Regions from separate parts of the Sus scrofa genome. Here regions 2 and 3 are each linked to region 1. A link is a contact called in public HiChIP or PLAC-seq data. All regions are on one chromosome and are shown on one strand. The core of a region is the stretch at or near the end of the contact, and the rest is flanking DNA. Distances in the headings are between cores, read along the strand shown.

The links. HiChIP or PLAC-seq counts read pairs in DNA pulled down with a chosen protein or histone mark.
Region 2: a contact with region 1 is called in an H3K27ac HiChIP or PLAC-seq map of alveolar macrophages. The contact joins two enhancer-like sites. A contact is called at or near these places in 13 of 47 Hi-C or Micro-C datasets (alveolar macrophages, embryonic fibroblasts, fetal skeletal muscle and 7 more) and 2 of 2 datasets of contacts at active chromatin or transcription factors (alveolar macrophages and skeletal muscle).
Region 3: an H3K27ac HiChIP or PLAC-seq map of alveolar macrophages shows a contact between it and region 1. The contact joins two enhancer-like sites. A contact is called at or near these places in 10 of 47 Hi-C or Micro-C datasets (alveolar macrophages, embryonic fibroblasts, heart right ventricle and 6 more) and 1 of 2 datasets of contacts at active chromatin or transcription factors (alveolar macrophages).

Annotation. Positions count from the first base shown.
Region 1 is chr7:8,713,660-8,716,399 of Sscrofa11.1, forward strand. No RefSeq gene overlaps it. Among named protein-coding and RNA genes, the nearest start is that of EDN1, 37 kb to the right of the region's middle. Within about 2 kb of position 1,407, at least 8 of the 83 cell types and tissues checked have an H3K27ac peak or open chromatin away from gene starts, as enhancers often do. A contact at or near this core is called in alveolar macrophages and retroperitoneal adipose tissue, where this site is marked.
Region 2 is chr7:8,192,280-8,194,979 of Sscrofa11.1, forward strand. No RefSeq gene overlaps it. Among named protein-coding and RNA genes, the nearest start is that of MIR7136, 58 kb to the left of the region's middle. Within about 2 kb of position 1,357, at least 3 of the 83 cell types and tissues checked have an H3K27ac peak or open chromatin away from gene starts, as enhancers often do. A contact at or near this core is called in alveolar macrophages and retroperitoneal adipose tissue, where this site is marked.
Region 3 is chr7:8,123,438-8,126,137 of Sscrofa11.1, forward strand. TMEM170B (transmembrane protein 170B) reads left to right here. Exons shown (of 3, transcript XM_003482132.4): 3 at 990-2,700. The coding sequence ends at 1,120. Among named protein-coding and RNA genes, the nearest start is that of MIR7136, 10 kb to the right of the region's middle. Within about 2 kb of position 1,259, at least 5 of the 83 cell types and tissues checked have an H3K27ac peak or open chromatin away from gene starts, as enhancers often do. A contact at or near this core is called in alveolar macrophages, where this site is marked.

The DNA.
Region 1 (2,740 bases), core at 157-2,656:
TTAATGGGAAAGAGCACAGGACCATAGTCCCGAAGATCTAGGCTTTACCCTGTCAGTTATTAGCTTATGCTAACTTCTCTCCAACTCCGTTTTTCCGATTCCAGCTGGGGATAATACTACTTACTCTGTCTGCTTTACAAGATCTTTGTAAGTCAATTGCTATTATGTAACACTGTTCGGTGTTATTTATTTGCATCTGAATAGAATCTAGAGCAGTGCAAAGCAGGTGCTCAATAAACATGAGGTAATTAAATGACTTTTTGGAAATGTCCTGTCCACCGTAAAAGCACGGTACTGATGTTTTTCTCATACTTCTCAGAGCTGACCCTAGTAGCGGGCCATGTTCTAGACCCCTGTTTCTGTGGTGTGCAGGGTTCTGCCCTGGCTGGGTTGCAGGGATCCCTTTCCAGGCCACAGCATCTTCTTGTTTTCTGGGAGCCCATCTCCTCATGTGGATCTAAACCACTGCCCAGCAGACGGCGTATGTAAACACTGTGGCTGAACAGCAAATGTTGGTCCCCAAGAGGGCTAGTCTTATACATTCATAACACATTTTCATGCAACACAGGATGACTGTTCCTGGAAGTGGGAATTGCATTGGTCTAGGAAATTTCAAGGGAGTTAAAGCAAGGGACGATAATAAATACCAGGATTATAGCAAAAAAGGAGAACTTTAGAAGCATTCTCATGAAGAATTCCTGTTTGTACATGTCTTATGGATTGAATGCTGTAACCCTTAAATTCACGTGTGGAAGCCCTAAGCCTTGATGGGACCGTGTTTGGAGATGGGTCTATAAGGAGTGATCAAGGTTAAATGAAGCCGTAAGAGTGAAGCCTTAGTTCTCCTACACAACTTGTCCTTCTAAGAAGAGGAGAAGGCACCAGGGCTCTTTCTCTCCCCACTCCAGCCCCCACCCCTGGGGGCCCCAGAGGGAAGGCGGCATGTGGGTGGAGCAAGAAGGCAGCCATCTGCAACCAGAAAGTGGAATCTAGACTCCTGAACTATGAGAAAACACATTTCTGCTAAGCAACCCAGTTTGTGGTATTTTGTTACGGCAACCAAAGACAAGTGTTGGTACAGAGAATGAGGTGCTTCTATTACAAAGGCTTAAAAATGTGGAAGTGGCTTTGGCACGGGGTGCAGGGTGAGGTCTAGAAGAGTTTTGAGGTGCACGGTAGAAAACGCTTCGGTTGCCTCGAAAGGACTATGGATAGAAATGTAGACATTGAAGCAATTTTGATGAGGGCTCAGAAGGAAAAGGGGCAAGGGGGCTAGAGAGAAAGCCTCTGTCATCTTAGGGAACACATATTTCACCATGAACAGAATGGTGGTGGAACTATGGACCCTGCAGGACGTTCTAATGAAGTTTCAGAGAGAAATGAGGAACAGAGCATCAAAAACTGGAAGAAAGGCAAGCCTCGTGACAAAGCGGCAAAGAACTTGGCTGAATTCTGTTTTCATGTTTTGTGTAACTTAGACCTTGGGAGTGACGTAACTGGATATTTAGCCGAGGAGAGTTCTAAGCACAGTTGAAGACATAGCTTACGAGCTCCTTACTGCCTACAGCAAAATGCAAGAGGACAGAGGAAATTGAAGGAATTGTTAAACAAAAAGGAACCAGAGCTTGACGATGTGGACAATTCTCAGCCTATCCATTTTGCAAAATTGAAGAAGGCACACTGAAGAGATCACGAAAGGTGTTCTTATTCATTTGATAAGGGGATCAGGAGGGGTGTAAACCACGAATTTAATGAGCCATTTTCCCAGAAACCAGGATGGAGATGGGATTATACCACCAGAAACCTTGCCAGCTGGGACCAAATGGAACAGGGAACATAGAAGAGTGAGGCAGTCAGGCCTCTGGGATTCTATAGACTGGACAATAGAGCTATCCAATTGTAAACTTGATTTATCCTTCAAGAAAAGGGAAGAATGGTGCCAAAGGTGACTCAGAGGCCATCAGGATTATCACAGAAGCCTAGGGAGCAGGGCTGGTTCCTCTTTGGTTTCAAAGGTTCTCATTAGCAGGCCAGGGCCTGCCTCTTGGGCAGGGCCGCGACCTAGGCCCATTGTGATGACACTGCTGTCCCAGGAGGCCCGAGAGGATGAGCACCAGGTCAGAGAAGATTATTCTTTTTTTTTCTTTTTAGAGCTGCACCCATGGCATATGGAAATTCCCAGGCTAGGGGTCGAATCAGAGCTACAGCTGCTGGCCTACACCACAGCCACAGCACCAGATCTGAGCTACGTCTGCAACCTACATGACAGCTTCTGGCCATGCTCGATCCTTAACCCACCAAGAGAGGCCAGGGATCGGATCGAACCGAACCCACATCCTCATGGACACCATGTTTTGGTCTTAACCCACCGAGCCACACTGGGCCTCCAAGAGAGGATTCTTCTTATTTTTTTTTTTCCCCTTTGGTTTTTAGGGCTGTACCTGTGGCATATGGAATTTCTCTGGCCAGGGGTCGAATTGGAGCTGCAGCTGCTGGCCTAAACCACAGCCACAGCAACATAGGATCCGAGCCTCAATGACAAACTATACCATAGCTCATGGCAATGCCGGATTCCCGAACCACTGGGCAAGGCCAGGGATCAAATCCGCATCCTCATGGATGCTAGTTGGATTCTCTTCCACTGTGTCACAACAGAACTCCAAGAAGGTTATCCCTGAGCTTTAACATCTAATGGGTTTTGCTTTGCTCAGGACCTGACTCTCCCTCTTTCTGATTTCTC
Region 2 (2,700 bases), core at 107-2,606, 520 kb before region 1:
TGCTTCTTTCTCCGTTCTACTCCCCAGCTCTCCTGCTGGTGTTCTGGGATCACCTCCCAAATAAACTATCTACACTTGAACTCTTGCCTTAGCGTATGCTTCCAGGTAAATGTGAACCAAGATAGGACCCTATTGGAAAAATCCCAGGTAACTCAGAGATGGATGAAGATGGGTAGGGGACCAAAGATGCCAAGGAATAAGATACACTGCTATTATTGATTCATAGCAACATGGGGTTGTGATGCCCCTGCTGGACACATCTTCTAGACCATGCATTCTCAACAGGAATATCAACCCTGAAAAGGGAAAATACATAAATTCTACTATTTATGTATAAAGCCTGGATATACATAGAGTATAAGCAGATATACTGTGTATCTGTTATCTCAAAACTACATAATGGGGGAAATTTAGGAAAAAATGTCTGAAAATTCTCCTTAGGGAGCAATAATGAAAACTAGGTTGAGAAACACAGCTTTAGACACTACTGCCACGAACGCTATATTGCTGCCCTGATGGTGCAATAACCCTAATTAAAGCATCACTCCCTGAAGGATCATGATATGATGGAAACATCCGACTGACAGAGTATATATGACATCACTCAGTTCTAGTCATAGGTGTGGGTGGAGGGAACATCTACCCCTCCTCCTTCTGTTGTAGCTGTCAGAGTCCAGCTTTCCCTCAGACTCACAAAATAGAGGAGCTCTCCTCTCAAAGTCTGAAGGAGGTCTAGGTGTTCTGAACAAGTGACTGTGGACCTTGAGGCGTTTGAGGCTCCATCTTGGGAATTCCTGGTACTGCCTTGTTCCAGAAAGTGGAATTTACTGAGAGGTACTTGTGGGGAGACAGATATGTTTTGGGTTATAAGTCTACCAGAGGTTTATAAGCCATTCATCAGAGAAGTTTTAAAATAGGCAAGGGTCTAGTTTAGGGTTCTTGAGTAAAAAATGTCATATAAGAGAGCTGTCCTTGGATACAGACCTTTAAATTCATGTACATATACATTTTGGAAATTGGGACTTAGAATTAGCAATTCAGCTAGACGGCCTGGGGCATGGTGGAAAGATCACACTATTCAGGTGCTCTCAGCATTGCCAAAGGCCAGCAGTGAGATCACCAGCAAGCCTCTTGTTTCTCTTATTTACATGAGGAGAGTGCTGCACTACAGGCTTTTAGAGCGTCTTCTATTTCTATCATTTTATGTATCAAGGGAGCTAGGAAGAGGGGATGGAAGAAAAGAAAGGGGGAACAAAATATGCAATGTGGCTTTTTCGTGTGTGTCACGGCCCTTTAAATCTTCTAACGATACTAAGAAGACGTTATTACTTTCATTGCATGGTGAGGAAGTGGAAGTTCAGAGAGGTTAAATCATTTGCCCAAGTTCACTCAGAAACTAAATAGCACTCAAACCAGGATTTGCCTGGTTTTGAAAGTCACGTACTTTCCACCAAACCGCAGTGTCCCATGCTCTAAGGGAAACAGTAGAGTCAGCAACTGCATGCTTTGGGTATTCTTCCTCCCCCTGATTTTGGGCGCACTCTCTTGGAGGCCTGGGCATCTCCCGTGTTGCTGAGATCCTAGGCTATCTCATCCTGGCATGCCTGTCCTTGCCAGTGCCCTACATTCACTTCATTTCCTTCTCCATTTTGAGCTTTCCTTGCTCTCAATGAAATGCACAGTCAGGAGACTGTGAAATGCACGAAAAAAACGACCCAGGCTCTCAGGACTGAGTGCTGACTGCTGGCTAATCTGGTTAATATATATGTTAATGGGAGAAGGATAAAGCAGCAGCAGGTCTTTCTGCCTTGAAGCTGTGGAGTGAATTAGATGTCCATTTCAGTCTAAAGCATATATCCATATAAACTCTGAGTACAGGGCTGAACACCACTAATTCACAGTGGATATCGCTTCCAGTGCAGCAGCCAAAGCCCTAGACCGTGAACTGGGAGAGCAGAGGCCTAGCTCCAGCTCTGGCAGGAAGGACAGGAGTATAGCGCAGAGTAATGACAGGCAAAGGAGAGGTTCAGATCATGCTCCCTGCTTTCTCACACATCACTCCTACAGGCAGCCATCAGGTCTACCTTAGCCCAAGCTCATTCACCAGGTTTATGTGTGTGTTGCCCTGAGCAGAGATCAGAACGCAGACTAAATTAAAATTTTGGAAACAATTAGAAACAGATGACCAGTGGCAAAGACGTGATTCTTTTTCTCACCTCCAAGAGTCTAATGGCTACATTTTCCCCATGGTAATGCCAAGGCGATATGGTCTGGTGGGAAAGCTGTGTGCTGGGACTCAGAGGACCTTGGTTTGGGCCCCTTGGTCTTCAGTAAATCGAGTAAATCCTCTGAGCTGTCTCCCTCCCTTTTTTCTAAATCCACTTTATTGAAGTACAATTTACATACAACAAATTCACCCATTTTAAGGGTAGAGTTGATAAGGTTTGATGAATGGATATGTTCACCATAATCAGGATTCATGACTTTTCCACCAGCCCCAACTTCTTTATTACATATAAAGCTATAATGATCATTTAATTCTTCTTGAGTCAGTTTTAGAAATTTGTGTTTTTGAAGAACTCTGCCACCTCTGCTATCAAATTTACTGGCATAAAATCATTCATAATAAGCAAATGGAAGTTCTCAGTTTAGGGGTCAAATCAAAGCTGTAGCTGCCAGCCATAGCCACAGCCACAGCAA
Region 3 (2,700 bases), core at 9-2,508, 590 kb before region 1:
GTATTACCTCTTAATCTTCATACCCACCCATTTTACAGTGGAGGGAATAAAGCACAGAGAGGTTAAGTGACTGCTCAGAGTAACACAGGTACTAATTAGTACTCCAAAAGCCATGCTCTTAACCTTTTATAATTTGTTTGAATTAACAAATTTGGTACTTCCCAGGCAGCCTGAGCTTAGATTTTTTACTTGTGGGATCATTTTCAAAGCTTACTGTTGGAGAAATAGAGGCCAGTTTGTCATTTTTTAAATTGAAAATAGTCATGGAAATGTAGGGTAAATCCAAAGTAAAAACAGTATTTCTTAGGTTTAACATAATTTCTGATAACAGGAGTTTCCGTCGTGGCTCAGTGGTTAACACATCTGACTAGGAACCACAAGGTTGCGGGTTCAATCCCTGGCCTTGCTCAGTGGGTTAAGGATCTGGCGTTGCCATGAGCTGTGGTGTAAGTCGCAGATGTGGCTCGGATCCCGCTTCGCTTTGGCTCTGGTACAGGCTGGTGGCTACAGCTCTGATTCCACCCCTAGCCTGGGAACCTCCATATGCCACGAGTGCGGCCCTAGAAAAGACAAAAGACAAAAAACCCCAAACAAACATAATTTCTGATAACAAAGGCTATGATCTTCAAAAAATTGGAGAACATTATCCAGTTCTAAAATTTGAGGATATGACCAATTATCCCCAAAGCTGAGGGATTGTAATACCGAATGATTCATTTTTATGAACATTTTTTGGTGTCAGGCAAGCAGGATATGCTGTAAATATGTATTTTTCAGTTGACTATAAAGCCTGTTGCCAGTTTTGTGGGTAAATGTGGTATGGTAGAGGGTAACTTACCAACCACATGGAAAGTCATAGAAAATTGTAAAACGAGAATAATGGGTGACGTACCGTGTTTGGCTGAGATGGCAGGAGACCCTGAGTTACAGCCGCGCCGCGTGTCCCAGCACGAGCGCCCGTGTGACCTGCCCGCCCTCTTTCCGTGCAGGCGCAGCGGTGGCCGGCATTTACCGAGTGGCCGGGAAGAACATGGCCCCCTTGGAAGCGCTGGTGTGGGGCGTTGGACAGACCGTACTGACATTAATCATCTCCTTTTCAAGGATCCTCGCCACACTCTGAGGTTTCTGTGGGACTGTCTTACTTCACTTAAGGAAACAAATGTACAGATTCTCTGAAAACAGCATTGTCAACAAGTGGGAATGAAATTGTGCAAGAATGTGGAAAGAGCAGGTCGAAACCTGAGGCCTTGCGCTGCGTGGGAAGACTGCCCTCTGGTGTTCCAGTGATTGCACTACCGCACTGCACCTTACGTGCCTCCGTCCCAGGCCAGGCGCATCACACCCGTGAAGCTACAAGCAAAAGCACCTTGTTCAGCTGCCAATCAGGTTAACATTGGTGTTGACTCATCGTTGTGCACAGTGTTGTGTTAAGTTACAGGGACATTTTGAAGAATTGATATATGTGCCAAACTCTTCTTTTTTTTTTTTAACATTGATCATGTGAAATTTGCAAGTGTAAATGTAGACGAGTGCTGTGAACACATTTGACATGAATCCAGGTGATATCGTGAGATTTCTGTTTTGTGATGCTAAATCCCGTATGAGTGCTGAATACTGAATCAGTGTGAGACAAAGTATTTGATTTTTAATGTTGAATGTTTCTGGGATTTAGGGCTTTCATATGAATTAGGCATTATTATTATTTAATTTACTTGGAAAATAATACTTAATGGAAAAACTGCTAAACTCTTTTAAGGACTCAAAGTAGATCTGTAGGGAGCATCCTTCTCACTCACTTAAATAACAGTTTTAATAGTTTCCCTCAAACATTCTATTGACATGAACTAAAAACCTTTATGGGTCACACACATTGGTTGTAGTTTGTGTGTCATAAAAATATAATTTGAAATTTTTCTTATAAATTTTGTGAGAAAAGAAGTATGAAATGCATGTTGCATTCTTGACCCTTCTGAAGAAAGTTTTTGCCATGTATCTCATGGAGAAAACATCTTTATAACTAGTATCTCAGTGGGATTATATTACTTGTTGCATATATCTTGATTTTTGACAAAACATAAGCAGTCTTTCATTCTGGAGTATTAACTATATTTAAAGAGTGGCCTAAATTAGGCTGTGAAAACAAGAAGCCTCATTTGTAGATAAGTAGCAAGTAAGTCATATAGGAAGAGTAATAAACTGTCTTACTTTGAGTATGTGGTAACATCATAATTTCTCTAAGTAAAAGGGGAATGTAGTAAATAATTTTAAAATGTGGCAATTAATTTCAGCATATCAGTACAGTATTAGACATATATTTGAGTGATTCATTTCACTTGTCAGCTTTTGATTTATGCAGTTATTTAAGTTTACTAGAATCTGTGATGACATTTTATTAGAATGAAAAAGTCCTTAGCATTTTCAGAGGTTTTAGCAAAATGCAGTTGTTTTTAAGAGTGCAAGAAGCAAGGGAAACACAGAACCTAGTTGAATTTGTCTCTTACTGAGCTTTCTTTTTTAAATACCAGATACAGTTATATATATATATGCCAACTCAAAGGAAGAGCCAACTGCAGAAAATGTGAAGTTAAGGACAATCCACAAAATAACTTGCATGCTCCACCTAACCTCACTGTTTTATGATCTAATTTGGTAAAAACTGAGTTTCTCTTTGGTCCCATTCAGATTTAGACCTTTGTTACC